Regions from separate parts of the Sus scrofa genome. Here regions 2, 3, 4 and 5 are each linked to region 1. The links are chromatin contacts, called in public HiChIP or PLAC-seq maps. All regions are on one chromosome and are shown on one strand. The core of a region is the stretch at or near the end of the contact, and the rest is flanking DNA. Distances in the headings are between cores, read along the strand shown. Region 1 overlaps GTDC1 (glycosyltransferase-like domain-containing protein 1). Region 2 has its middle 32 kb from the start of GTDC1. Region 3 overlaps ARHGAP15 (rho GTPase-activating protein 15). Region 4 has its middle 71 kb from the start of GTDC1. Region 5 overlaps ZEB2 (zinc finger E-box-binding homeobox 2).

The links. HiChIP or PLAC-seq counts read pairs in DNA pulled down with a chosen protein or histone mark.
Region 2: an H3K27ac HiChIP or PLAC-seq map of alveolar macrophages shows a contact between it and region 1. The contact joins two enhancer-like sites. A contact is called at or near these places in 1 of 5 promoter capture datasets (liver), 4 of 47 Hi-C or Micro-C datasets (alveolar macrophages, embryonic fibroblasts, fetal skeletal muscle and 1 more) and 1 of 2 datasets of contacts at active chromatin or transcription factors (alveolar macrophages).
Region 3: a contact with region 1 is called in an H3K27ac HiChIP or PLAC-seq map of skeletal muscle, with 4 times the contacts expected there. The contact joins two enhancer-like sites. A contact is called at or near these places in 1 of 47 Hi-C or Micro-C datasets (skeletal muscle) and 1 of 2 datasets of contacts at active chromatin or transcription factors (skeletal muscle).
Region 4: an H3K27ac HiChIP or PLAC-seq map of skeletal muscle shows a contact between it and region 1. The contact joins two enhancer-like sites. A contact is called at or near these places in 2 of 2 datasets of contacts at active chromatin or transcription factors (alveolar macrophages and skeletal muscle).
Region 5: an H3K27ac HiChIP or PLAC-seq map of skeletal muscle shows a contact between it and region 1, with 3 times the contacts expected there. The contact joins two enhancer-like sites. A contact is called at or near these places in 2 of 2 datasets of contacts at active chromatin or transcription factors (alveolar macrophages and skeletal muscle).

What each region holds. Positions count from the first base shown.
Region 1 is chr15:8,057,499-8,060,289 of Sscrofa11.1, reverse strand. The region is part of intron 12 of GTDC1 (glycosyltransferase-like domain-containing protein 1); the gene reads right to left. Among named protein-coding and RNA genes, the nearest start is that of GTDC1, 330 kb to the right of the region's middle. Within about 2 kb of position 1,264, at least 62 of the 83 cell types and tissues checked have an H3K27ac peak or open chromatin away from gene starts, as enhancers often do. A contact at or near this core is called in alveolar macrophages and skeletal muscle, where this site is marked.
Region 2 is chr15:7,695,467-7,698,166 of Sscrofa11.1, reverse strand. It overlaps a transcript of GTDC1 not described here. Among named protein-coding and RNA genes, the nearest start is that of GTDC1, 32 kb to the left of the region's middle. Within about 2 kb of position 1,371, at least 3 of the 83 cell types and tissues checked have an H3K27ac peak or open chromatin away from gene starts, as enhancers often do. A contact at or near this core is called in alveolar macrophages, where this site is marked.
Region 3 is chr15:8,453,846-8,456,640 of Sscrofa11.1, reverse strand. The region is part of intron 8 of ARHGAP15 (rho GTPase-activating protein 15); the gene reads left to right. Among named protein-coding and RNA genes, the nearest start is that of ARHGAP15, 360 kb to the left of the region's middle. Within about 2 kb of position 1,465, at least 13 of the 83 cell types and tissues checked have an H3K27ac peak or open chromatin away from gene starts, as enhancers often do. A contact at or near this core is called in skeletal muscle, where this site is marked.
Region 4 is chr15:7,657,196-7,659,895 of Sscrofa11.1, reverse strand. No RefSeq gene overlaps it. Among named protein-coding and RNA genes, the nearest start is that of GTDC1, 71 kb to the left of the region's middle. Within about 2 kb of position 1,450, at least 22 of the 83 cell types and tissues checked have an H3K27ac peak or open chromatin away from gene starts, as enhancers often do. A contact at or near this core is called in alveolar macrophages and skeletal muscle, where this site is marked.
Region 5 is chr15:7,610,493-7,613,259 of Sscrofa11.1, reverse strand. It overlaps ZEB2 (zinc finger E-box-binding homeobox 2), which reads right to left. Exons shown (of 10, transcript XM_021076506.1): 5 at 1,927-2,115; 6 at 1,017-1,231. Among named protein-coding and RNA genes, the nearest start is that of ZEB2, 110 kb to the right of the region's middle. Within about 2 kb of position 1,254, at least 8 of the 83 cell types and tissues checked have an H3K27ac peak or open chromatin away from gene starts, as enhancers often do. A contact at or near this core is called in skeletal muscle, where this site is marked.

The sequences.
Region 1 (2,791 bases), core at 15-2,514:
CAGATTTGCAAAGTTGTGCTGTGATGAATAAATAATGAATCAGATATTTCAATCTGTTATATGATTTTTGAAAGCCCTGATTATCATTGTTTACAGTCTCTTTTCAATGCACTAGCCAAGGGTTCTTGTCCTGCCTTCCAAGGGCAGCTGACATGGGCCATACTCCCCTACCTACGTTTACTTCCTGAGAGCTCTTCTCACATTTTAAACTATCAACCAACCTGTATCTTCAACTCTACAATTTGAGGACAATTCCCAACCAGAGGAGATAAAATCTTGAGCAACAGATGACCAGCAATGGTCACCACCACTCCAGGCTAAGGTTTCTTATGTTTGATCACTGAAGACACCGTTTAGCGATGGGTGGGAGAGAGGAAAGCATGCTACACCTAGATGGGCAGAAACACAAAAGGCGCTGGTGAAATCCAGAACAAGGGGCATTTTTCTCATTCACAGACAATTTTAAATGTGTACACGCAAATAAATACCTGATGATAAATAGTAACACGGGAAAGGAGGAGGACGCTTTAAAAAATATCGAATCCTCAATATGCTATTAAACGTTTCCCCAAGTTTTTTGGAAATCAGTGTGATAGAACTAAATTTTCTCCCACCCAAACACCGCTTAACTCATCTGTCCCTCACCCCCTTCTGCCTCGGAAATAACGAAATAACCAATTGGAGATCAGGAGAAACAGTTTTCACTCCAAAGCACAGGTAAGAAGTGAAAAGGAAAGCGTCCTAGGACTAGCGGGTGGGACTGAAATAACAGGGCTGAGTAAGCAGTCATAGGGGAGTATTTTAAAATTAATAGTCAGAATCCCTACGGGGGTGGGGGGCGTCCCCGTGCCCAACCCCACTCCATTCTCCGTTTTGGCTTAAATTTTTTTTTTTTTTTTAAAGGACAGGAGGAGGGAAATTACTTTTTTGGTTTTGCTTAGTGCATCTTCATTGGATTCTCTCACGGAGCACTGAGCCTGTCGGACTCAAAACCAAGTTCAATAAAACACTTAAGAAGAATAGAGAAGAATTCTGCCCGCCGGGGCAGCGCCGCCTTCTCGGAGGTGCGGAGGGGGACCAGTTAAGCCTGGCACCAAGGAGCCGGGGAAGCACTGGGCCTCCCGCCACGTGTGCGTGTGTCAGCATGTGAGTGTCTGTGCGCGCGTGCGGGGTGCGTGTCCGTGAGGGTGCGTGACAGTGTGCGCGTGTCGGGCTGTGCGCGCGCTGGCGTGCGCGTGCAGGCGAGGCTCTGCCCGGGAGTCCGCGCGAGTGTGAGCGGGAGCGCGGCGGTGGCGCGGAGCTGTCTTGGCCCTGCGGCCTCGTGGTTCCTCCAGCTCAGCGCCGCAGAAGTGGTTAGGTCTCGACTTTGTGACCTCGACGTCCCCCCTCCGTCCCTTTTTTTTGCGCCGGAAGAGGTGTAGAACTACCTCCAGGCGCTTTGGACGGGACCGAGCAGGGCATCGAGGGCTAGCGCCGCCGCGGACGGGAGCTGGGGCACATCGGCCCCGGGGAGAAGACGCGCGGTGAGCGCCCGCAAGCCCCGGAACCGCTCTCAGACTCTCCGGCTCTCGCAGGCTCCGGCACCTCTAACCCGACGCTGGGCGCAGGCTCGTCGGAGGCTCGGGGCGAGTGGGTCGGGTTCCCGGGCGCGCGCTTTCGGGTAGGCGAGCGCTCCTTCCGTCCGGGCCCGAGCACCTCGCTACCGACCCCTCCCTGCGGCCCAGCCGGGCCACCGGAGTCCCCAGCTTGCGGCTCGGGGCCAGACCCGACCAAGGGCGGAAGACCCGAGAGGCAGGGAGGGAAGACCAAAGAGGTAGCCAGCCCCGAACAAGGAATCCTTAATTACAGATTAAAGGCAAGCAAAACCGTACACCACATTTTCCACGTGTCAGCTGATGGCAGGGACAAAAGGGAGCACAGAATGTTGGGGGTGAGGGGAAGGTACCTTCTCTTTTTTTTTTTTTTTTTTTTTTTAAACCCACCTCTCCCTCTTTATCATCGGTGCGAATGTAAAATACATTAGGTAGTGACTTTGGGTAGGTGGTGCCTGGGGCCAAATCGCAGCTGCTCGCTCCTCGTGTAGGAGGACAGTTTGCTGACGCGCCCAGAGGTCTGGGGAACCTCTTGGAAAAAAAAAAAAAAAAAAAAGTGCTATATATACTCCGAGTACATTTTGCTTCCTAAAACCTCATTACTTACACATTTTTAAGTTTTAATATTTAGTGCTTAAAGTGTAGCAATTCATTATCTTCAGTGAAATACTATAGGGCGCGCGTGCGCACGTACACACGCACTTGCATATTTTGTTTTGCAATTTGCAATTTTGTAGATTACTTTTTCCCCCGCCCGGCCTGCTATTACAAAAATCTAGGAGAAAAGCCAAGCCGATTGAAAACCAGGGAACATAGCTGCCAGCACCAGAGACCACCAGGTACCCTATGCCTCTGGGCTCTAGAGGAAAAAGGAGAGATGTATGCATTGATGCCTTTACTCTTAATTCATTATGATCACAAAACAATCTCTACCGTGTGCCTGGGATTTAATACACCAGTTCAACTCCATGACGTCTTAAATTCTTCACCGAGGGTAGAGAATTGTTCAGAAGCCAAAGCTCACTCTGTGACCAATACCAACCCCTAGTTCTGTGCCCTCAATTTCTAACACTGAAATTAGAGCGATGACCTTTGAGGGGCACCCTGAGCCACCAGGCATTGCACTCACTTTTCTGTATTTTCTTCCTCTCGTTGCTGGGTCAGTTTGAGAAACAGGAATGTGGGATTTCTTAATCTGT
Region 2 (2,700 bases), core at 122-2,621, 360 kb after region 1:
AGACAGATTTTATATTTATTAATAGCTGAAAAAAAGTTTCTTTAAAAGACTAACAAGAGTTCCTGCTTTGGAATAGTGGGTTAGGAACCAGTGTTGTCTCTGCAGCAGCTCAGGTCACTGTGGAGGCACAGATTCAATCCCTGGTCCAGCACAGTGGGTTAAAAATCTGGCATTCACTCATCTGTGGCATAGGTTGAGTTGTGGCTTGAATTTGATCCCTGGCCTGGGAACTTCCGTATGTCATGGGTGCAGCCAAAAATAATAAAATAAAATAAAAAGAGTAATATTTTATGACAAGTGAAAATTATATGAAATTCAATTTTCAGTCTCCATAAAGTTTCATTGAAACATAACTGCTCATTCATTTATGTATTTTTCTATGGCTGTTTTCACACTACAATGACAGACTTAAGTAGGTGCAACAGAGACCATGCCACCCATAAAGGTTAAAATATTTACTATCTGGTGCTTTTTTTTTTTTTTTTTTTTTTTTTTTTTTGCTGCAACTGTGACATTTGGAAGTTCCCGGGCCAGATATCAAACCCGCATTACATTTGCAGCCTGCGCCACAGCTGCAGCAATGTTGGATCCCTAACCCACTGTACCACATAGGAACTTCCTTTAAAAATTGTTTAAAAAAAAAAAGTTTGCTCACCCTTGGCTTAGAGAGTATTTAGTGGTTAGGTTATATGATGCCAAGTGTCTGCTACATGAAGAACGTGGGTGTGACGACCTAGTTGTTCCCCTGCCATACTTTCATCAGTTGGTTTAACAAATATTTCTCAGGCAGGTGTGTCACTTCAGTGTAGACAGCTAACTATAGTCACTTTGCTTTCCACTTTAGCTCAGCCTTGCCTCAATCCAAAGGGTCAACAATGCTCTTGAGAAGGAAGAAAACAAGCTCAACCTCAAGTTAAATTCTAGTTCTCCAAAGCTGGTCTTCTCTGAGTCCCCAAGTTCTTCTGGTTCTGGATTTCTGCTTTATATCCACCATTCTCCATAACAGGCTTCCTGTGGGACACCTCTCTTAAAAGTCTATATTTCCTATTAGAGACCCTAGGGCAGCAGGATGAGTCACAGCACTCCTTGACTGAACTGTGCCAGCTGATTATCAGTTCTATGCCTGCCCTAACAATCACTCTACAACATGAATCTGTTTGGGGTCCCTGTGAATAGCTTGCATGTTCCACCACTCTCCTGGCTTCCACTACTCTTTCTGATCATAAATACCTCTGAAGTTCATCAACTGCCTTTTACATTAAAACCTTTGGCCTATAAATCCATAAGTTCAACCTCTGCAATTGCCTTCTATTTCTTGAGCTCAGTTCATGCAATAACCAAACAGAGGAGCACAACACAACAAAACTCTATAAATGGATTTCCCAACCTAGGACTAACCACTTCTTATTTTTTAGCAACTGCTGTAAAAGGGAATATATCACCCCCAAGCAGCATCCAAAACATCCCTTCTCCTTTTTCCCTCCACCATAACTGCTTCATCTGAGACTGTTGCCCCTTCTACCCACTTAGGTTATCCTAGGTGCCTAGGATACTGCACCTCCAGAACATTGCTTCACAATGTCTCTCTTGCTTCTAGTCAAGCTTTAACATTCATTTCTATTGTAAGCGGGAAAAGGGGGTTTCTTGCCACTGTTGCACTGCAATGGGGTAATATATCTGGCTAGACTTCTAAGAGTATAATTCAGAATATAATTCCCCACAGAAAGCTGTTAATAGTCCACAACAAGGCTATTCCTATACTATTAATGGCACTATAGAACCCATCTGTAATTCATATTATATTGTTGCAAAAATGACTAATTCACAAACTCACTCATAAGTTGTGGATTTTCTAGAAAATAGCTATGAAATGTCAGGAAGACTTTACAGTAGACAGATTAGCGTAGTATAAAGACTTCAGAGAAAATAGCAGTTTATTTTCAGCAAAATGAACTTCACTACAACCCTGAAGTAGCTTGCTATGGTGAACAGGTCTTAAAACTGCATGAATAGCTCACAACCAAAAGAGTGGTATCAATAATGAATACACTGACTGGAATGACCACTGACCACAATCTCAATTCTTCAAGGCAACCATATAAGTAGGTAGCGTCAATCTTAAATAAAAATGAAAATCTTTATAAAAACACCTTTGCCTGCATGGGAAATGACGGAGAACTCCTGTGACATACCCTTACAACCAGGAAAAGAAACTAAAGAGATGTTGTCCATATTCCAAAGAAATAGTCAAAAGATTAAAACTTGAGAACTTTATTCATCTTAAAGAAACAGTTCTCAAACTTCCTAGTATCAGGACTCCTTTGTGTTCTTAAAATTGAGGACTCTCAAGAGTTTTTGTCAATATGAGTTATAATTATCAATATTAACCACATTAGGAATTAATGAGAAAATTTTAAATATTGATTCACTTTATATTTTCATGACATTTAATACAGTAAATAATTTATGAAAAATTATTTCTTACACAAAAAAGCTTAGTGATAAAAATGATACCGTTCATAACTTTTGCAAATTTCGTTCATGTCTAACTTAACAGAAGACAGCTAGATTCTCTTATCTGCTTCTACACACAGCCCACTGTGATACACTGTTTTGACTGAACTATATTTTTAAAAAATAGCCCCAGACAAATATGTAGTGAGAAAAAAGGAAGTACACATTAATACTAATAACATATTC
Region 3 (2,795 bases), core at 216-2,715, 400 kb before region 1:
GGGTAGGGTGCTCTTGTTTCTGTAGTTTACAAAGTGGTACCATGGGGTAATTCCAAATACAAGAAGGTTGTATTGGAAAATATGAGCGGAGGCAATCAGTACTTTGTTATGTAATCCATGCGATGGTTTGAGAAGTGTTTGGGAATCTCTGGGGATGAAGAGCCTGATATAACCCTATTTTGTCATTTCTTTTTGGAGCTCCCTCTCCGAACACTGCAGCATGGTAAGATGATTGTACTTGGCAACTGCTGCCAGCTTTGCTCTGAACATCCTCTGAGACTCTGTTTTGGGAGCTCTCAGCTGCAATACAACTATCTATACTTGATGTTGATCCCTATGTAAAACCCTACCAAAAAAGTGACAACAATTAGCCTAGAAAGTTGTTCATAATAGCATTTCTGCAGGGTAATGACTCTCCTTTAGCAATGTTTCTGAAATGTTACTCTCCCAGCATTTCCAAATTAAAAAAAAAAAAAATCAACAACATGTAATTGTAACATGGGAATACCGCGAGAACAGTAGTTTGGCAGAAAAAGGAGATATTTCAAAATAAGATCCCTAGCAAGAAAAATTCTGGCAGATTCACAATTCTGGATCATGTTATCCAAACCATTGTATTCTGGAAGATTTAAGGGTTTTTCCTTTGTGGTTCCCATCCCTTAAAAGAATGGTAGTGGATGTTCATCCTCCAAATTGTGTTTCTCCCCCCTCCCATTACTAAAGTTGGAAAATAATATACACAGGGCATCCAGTACAATAAGCATTCCGAGGTGTTTTAATACCATAATGGCTGTGTCAGGCACAAAACTTGTGTTGGACTAATGCCTATTCTTATATGTAATGATATTTATTGAAGATCATCTTGAAAAGCCCAGGATCCTAACTATTATATGATATGAGCAACTTTAACACCAATTAAATCTCTCCACTCTCTAAGAATGGTACTTAAAGCTAATGCCTTTGGCCTTTGAGTATGAGACTTAAATTGCATATTGTTATTCAAAATTGTTAAGCTTTGAAAAATATTCCATTTGTTTGGGCTTTAAAGAAAAGATCATCTGTCAGTGGGAAAAAAAAATGGAGCATAAAGGAAATAAAAGTAAATTCTAGAACACCTGGAAAGTTAATCCAAGTTAAGTTAACTTTTCATGGAGGTGAAAATATGTAGAATTAAGAGTGATTCCTCTGTAAATCAGATTAAATGCTTTGGAATTTAAACCCATATCTCTTTAGTCTCTTTTTATTTTTAAATAAAAAGTTTAAATGGGACTGGGAAAAAAAAAACTGCTCATTGGCTTAACATAAATCTTTAAATTGCAGTAAGCTTCACCCTCAAAAAGTAGTTGAATCTCTGAGGAAAAAGAAAAGGCTGAATTCTATTTTTCATAAATGATGGATTATTGTACCACACTGTGTATTTTCCAGTAAAGTGTCCTTTTATTTGCACTGTGTGATTACAAGTTTCTAAAAGTATGTGTGGGGTCATTTGGGTGCTGTGGGAAAGTGGAAGGAACACTGTTCTGTTAAAATCAGTAGTGAAATCAGAAGCAAACTATGTCCTGATTATCATAGGCATGTGTTTAAATTTTGCTTTCCTTAATTGGTTATGTTGTATTTACTTAAAATGAACAATTTGGCAAGTTTTTCTCCCTTGACAACAGAAAAGCGTAAACTGTTTTATAAGTTTGGCTGTTAAAATCAGATTTGTAAACCACAATATTCAAAGACTTTTACTGCTGTTTACAGGGGCCCAGTGATGGACTTTGCTTTATAACCATGCGCTTTTTACATTTTTAGTTTGTATTTATAGTGCTTTCAAGTTATTTGGTTAATAGAAAGTATGCCATATATTATAGCCATCTATTGACTTTAACTTCTGCATAACTCTCCTTGGTACAAAATGAGCAGAATAAATGATGGCAAAGGCCTTGTAATTTGACTTGTCATCTGAGGACGATTATTTATGGCATCAGGAAATGGAAGCTGACTCTCTAGTCTGTCTCCAGGAAAGTCATCATTAGAGGCAACTTTGGAGAGTTTGGTTATGTTAAAAACAGTATAATCATATCCAAGACTCTGCTAGTTTCTCAGTTTTGTAAGAGAAGGAGTCAAGCTAAAGTGTTTAAAAATATACTTTCATTTTCCATGAAAAACTAGTGCACCTTACATACATTTCTCACACGTGGAACCAGATGGTAGTATTAAAAGCAATATAATATACATATACACCTCTCTAATTAAGAGTACTATTACCAGCGTACCTAACGGGTTCCAAAAACCTATAACTCACTCGATAATTATTTTCATAATCTCACATTTATATTGTGTGTGTTTTAATTTGCAAATGACTTTTTAATCATATCATTTTAACTAGTCAGTAAATGACAGAAAAATACCTCCTTTGGCCCTGCATTTCTTGACACTGTGTCATGGAAAATGACAAGATTTTGAGGTGAGACTAGATATAGAAAACATTACCTTTGGTAACCTGTGAAAATTTAGATTGATTATTCTGTATCATTTCACAAGCAGACTTGAGACCAAAATTTCTCTGAGGCAGATTTTTTCTTGAGGGATATTAAGTGTTCCTTTAGCTTCCAACACTAGAACTCAGACTCATGGGGCTTTGATACAGCTATAAGTTGGAACAGATCACATCATACATAACCAGTCCCAGACTAAAGTTGATAGGATAGCATTTAAGCATGGTATATTAAGATGCTGAAAAAGACTCTTCCAATCATACCATTTTGAATCAATTAATGCCCGATATTCATGGTCCCATAAAAGCAGTT
Region 4 (2,700 bases), core at 201-2,700, 400 kb after region 1:
CTCAATATTTGCTGCTCCTCCCTAAAAGGAGCTACACATCTGTGCTCAAAGACCTCAGATTTGCCCATGTGACTTAGTTTGGTCAACAAAATAAGGGCAGATGTCATATGTGCCACTTGTAAGCAGAAGAACAGTAGTATCTAAAATAGGGAGAGTTCCTTCAACACAGCCCCCAGAATGAAGAGAATTTGCTGCAGGCCCCAGCAGACCTGCAGCCCATGTGTAATGTGAACCAGAAACAGATTTGGTGTTATAAGCTACCAACACACGGGGGCTGTTTGTTACCACTGTCCACCTGGCCTAAGCTCGCTAGGCTTAACTTGCTTATTAAACCATTAAATGGCTTTCCAGCCTTATGTTTCCTCTCCTCCTCAGCTCTTGCTTATCCAAGGCCGCTTAGTTGAAACTAGATGGACTTTGCTTTCAACCCTTGCTCTACCGTTATTTATCTGTGTGACCTTGGGCAAGTTACTTGACCTCTCTTCTCATCAGCTCATCTTAAAAATGAAGCAATTGAGACTAGGATATCATTTTGATTAGAGAACTTAATATCTCAACCTTGACTGGCACAATATAAGCACTTGATAATGGTTTTCTCCCTAATATTTTTCTTCACCCAAGAATGGTAGAATTAAATATTTATTTCAATTTTTTGTTGTTTTTGTTGCTGTTCTAGGTAGTTCCCAGTAAAGCTTCTAGCTTCTGTTTTTTACTTCAAAGATTTAAGAAATTTGATTACTAGTCCCAAATCTATTCTATGCTAACAGTAGGAAACTTAAGTTATGTTGTTTTCCTATTCTACCTCTGAAGTACTTCTAATGCTTTATTTGTAATTTCACAATATCCTAAAGTTAGGAGCATTTGTATTCCTGCCTCATTCTCATCCCCATATGTTATTCTCTAAGGTCTGTGAAAGTAGCGACTATATTTTACTCCTTATAACTGTGCAGAACCTGCGATACTATCTCCTATGACAGTTAATAGAATCAATAAATATTTACTCGTTATGCAAGTAAAAATGGTGAAATTATTTTAAGGCTATTTAAATACAGGATTTTTTTTACGAGTACATGCCCCACTGATTTATCAAAATAGCAGCTTTATGTCTCCATTTCCCAGAGACAGACCTTCTTGGAAGAGATCTGACCCGTTCCCTTCACAAACTCTGGCATGTGCCTGAGTGAGGCATGTGGAGCAAAGGTTCTCATTTAAAATATTTTCTCAGGGTTAGAAAATAGCAGTTGGTCACTTAAAAACTGGAGGCTCTGCTTTTAAAAACAAATGCATCTTTGAATTGTACACGTCCTTGTTTTTAGCAGGACTCCAGCTCCTAGCTGACTTCTGTTTGTTTGTTTTCTCTGGGAACCAAGTAGCTGTACTACACCCAAGCATGTATCATTTCACGACAATGACTCAGAAAGCAGTGCAGATGTCATGGCTTACCTAGTCCCTAAAAAATGCCTACCATGCAGGAAATGAAATAAGGTTCCTGGACTCAGCAGAAATGGGGTGAGGATAAAGAGGCTGCTTTGAATTTGTGGGCTTTCCCAGACTGCTTTGGAAACATCTCATGCAAATCCAAACAGTATCTGGGTCACAGATAGTTTTTGACCAGTAATTTCTGAATATACATTTAGTCTTCTAGTACATAAAGGGGTAGTGGCCCTGTTTGGAAAATAGAATAATTTGTATAATTGCCTTTCTACCAATGAGGATTTTTCCTTTTTCATAACAGTCTGTTATTCTAGGAACCATTTTCAAGGCTGAAAATGTTATTATGCTGAACAATAGATAAAATCAGTCATTTGGTGCTTTTACCAGCAACTTCAATACACATGATCTGTTGTATCTGAATGTCTTTTTTGTCCCTGTATATAGAGAAATTTAGTCCAGCACTTTAAGAAATAGCTTGCTGGAAACGTGAATTTTATCATTGTATTTGACAAAACATTTAGTCTATAACTCTTATTACTTTAGAATCCTGTCAAATACTATCTAGAAACTTTCTCTTTAGTCTTGGTTGTAACAAACCAAAAGTACCTAGAATTCTATGGGACATAGACTGTCAGGAAATGTTGAGAGTGCACCATTTTGTGGGGAAAGCGGAGACTTTTACAAGAAGACTTCACTATGCAAATAGAGAAAGACTTAAGAATATGCAAATAAAAAAGATTTAAGAATGAGGAAGGATTTAAGAAGAAGAGAGAAATCGACATGCAAAGCAAATTATTTCATACTCACTTTGACACCCTGGTTTTGTATGCAATTCTGAAAACGGGGTTATTAAATTTCTGCCATGACAGAGAAGATTTTTGGGGGAAATCCCAAAGATGACCACAGCCTAAAAATGCACAGCTTAGAGGGGAGTTTCCAATGGACTTGGCCTTTGGCCAAGCTCCAGGTCATTCATTCAAAGTACCCCCCACAGTATAACTAAATGCTTGCCCTGGTCTAGCCTGGCATTTATGCATAGAAAAGAGGAGTTTGCACTAAGAATCCTCAGGCAGGAGAAATGAACTGTGAAGGAGTAAGTTTGAGTCACATTAAGGAGCTCAACTAACATACTGCTGAAGGTTACCAGCCGGCCCTCACTGAATTTGAGTCTAAATGTCATAGCTTGCTCAGTTTTGGCCCCTGTGAAAACCGGCATCAACAAATGACTACTAGATTGCTTGTTATTCAGTACAGTTCTGTCTCTTC
Region 5 (2,767 bases), core at 5-2,504, 450 kb after region 1:
AATTCCATAATCTAGTATCATCACCATTGCTTGATCGTGTTTGCTTATTCTCATCTTCCTGATTCAAAGAGAATAAAGCCCATAAAAAAGAAACATAAGAATGTTAGAGAATATCCTGTTCAATAATTTTAAAAACAAATATGGTATCAGGCTTTATACAGGGTGGTTCCAGGTTTGTAGGGCTAGTTGTTGGGACTTAAGGCAGACCATAATACCAATCTGCAGTCAATGCTCCCAGGGGGACAGAAAGAACAGTTTTGATAAAACATTTAGGGGACACTATGAATGAATCCTATTCCATCATTTTAAGGATTTAAGAAGCTATGCTAACCTGTTCAAGATAGTTTTTATTTTTAACACAAGTAAGCCAAAAGAGGCAGGGCAGTTTTAAGACTTAGCAACAAAGATGCAACATATCAAGAAGGGATCATTTTTATTGTGTATCTAACATTTTAGTATTAATCCAGTTTCCTTCGTATAGATATGCATACACATTAGATGCTTTTTTGATTTTCCTTAAAACACTTAATTAGATTTCATAAACTAGTAGCAGCTTGTAAAAACAGTCTAAGTAATTGAAGATGTTATGTGACCAACGAAAAAATACACGCTCCTTTTACTATGACTTGGATCCTATATGAAGAGAAAAAATTTCTAAGTAAAACTAGGTAAAAAATGGAATTAAAATTGCTGAGATGTTTAATACTGTATAATTAAAATGCTACAATTTCATTCACTTTTTGTGGAACATAAAGATGAAACTAAAGTCAAGTTAAAGTGCAAATAAAATTTCTAAATTAGAAATTAACACACTCATTCGATCGTGAACATAAGACTATTAAATCATATTAGAAGAGACCATCAAAAAATCATTTAGACCTCAATTAAAGCTATTACCATTAAAAGATCTGCATCTTCAAAATGCCATGAAAAATTAATAATGATTGCCAATCAAAGCAATATCGTTTCTCTAAGGGGTTATTATAGAAAGAAATCACTTAAAACCAACCCCCCACCTGATCTGTGCCTGGCTTGTGCGTCACCATATGCCGCTCGAGCTGGGTGCGGTAGGCAAACGTGTAGCTACAAAGAGGGCAGGAGAAGTTCTCCTCATTCTTCTCGTGGCGATACTTGATGTGCTCCTTCAGCGATGTCAAGCGCTTGTAGCCCCGGTCGCAGTAGGGGCAGGTCAGCAGTTGGGCAAAAGCATCTGGAGTTCCAGGTGGCAGGTCTGTAGCCGAGAGACGAGAGGGAGAGAAGCGGGCCAAAAGGTCAGTAAATCAATGGCAGCTAATGGGCTGACTGCCCGGGATGGTGTGACAGGAATCACTGCAATCTGCTCCACGAGAGTGCCATCATCACACGTGGCCTCCCCGCATGCAGGTCCCCTCGCACACCCAGCACAGACTTGTCGGAATCAGCTCACACTGCGCTGGAAAATTAATTAATTACTGGAGCGTTTGGGGGAGAATTTAAACAGCTGATAAATGAGGAAATTCTCTTTAGGTGACTGACAGTTCGTAGCAAACCTTTAGTCACATGTGACCCAGGAATTCACAGAGTGAAGGAGCTTTTCAGGTGTCCCCGGAAAGAAGAAGGAAAGGTCAGGGTCAGTATTTCTAAACTTTTTTTTTCTCCTCAAAAGTGAAATATTTTGGAAAGATAGGAATCAATTTAGATATTTTTATCTCTTAGAAATAGGCTCTAATTGTTCTTGTTCTTTATTGGATGTACAGATGACACAAATTTGCTGACAAAAAAATTTCACAATACCCTAAAATTACAGTTCTAATCTTTGCTCATGAAATTCCATGCCTCTGCAGCTGTTCTTCAAATTTTAAGGTAAACACCCAGGCATGTAGTGCATTTGTAATTGTAACAGCTGCAGAGGTCAGCATCGTGGCTAAAAATGAATTACAGCCTCACCATTTTCTTCCTGCCCATTGGCCTCTGGCGTGCCAAGGCGAGACAGCTCCTCAGGGGCTTCTGGGTAAATAATGGCTGTGTCACTGCGCTGAAGGTACTCTTCGATGCTGACTGCATGGCCATCTCGTTCCTCCAGTTTTCTTTTGGCAAAGTATTCCTCAAAGTCTGATGTGCAATTTGCATTCTTAACTGAAACGGTAAAAAGGAGACGAAATGTCTTCTCAAGGCCTTTTTCCTAGAAACCCATGACTGCCTTCATCACCATAAGACACATTGACTTGCAAAAAAGATAACCAGTACCTAGCTGATTTGTAGGAAGTGTTGAAGATGACCAGTGACTGACTGAATGCTTATTCTCATAATATATGCCAAAAAAGAGGAGAGGACACTTTGCTTTAAGTTACATGGGCATATTTTATTTTCCTCTTCCTGGAACACTAGTCTGTGTGAGTCACAAAGAATGAAAGAAAATTTTAAGTATTTTTCAGGGAAAATTAACAAAAAAAGAACTACATTCCAAGATCCGAAAACATGAGAGATAGCGTGAGCTCAAAGCTACTTTAATGGTCTATATAAAACTTCCTTTTAAGAAAGGTATATTTAATTTTTTATGGTCCACTAAACTTAACATTCCTCTAACCACATATACATCCTGTTGCCAAATATAAGCTTTTAACCCTTCACTCTCTGAACATCACAGACCACTAGGATTATACAGTCAGAGAGAGATGCAAAAGGAAAGATAACCCTAGAGAGATAATAATGGGACTTTGTTAAAAAATCATGGAATGTGGGAGTTTATCTTTCCTTAAAATTTCAGTGTTTAGCTCAGTATTTTAAA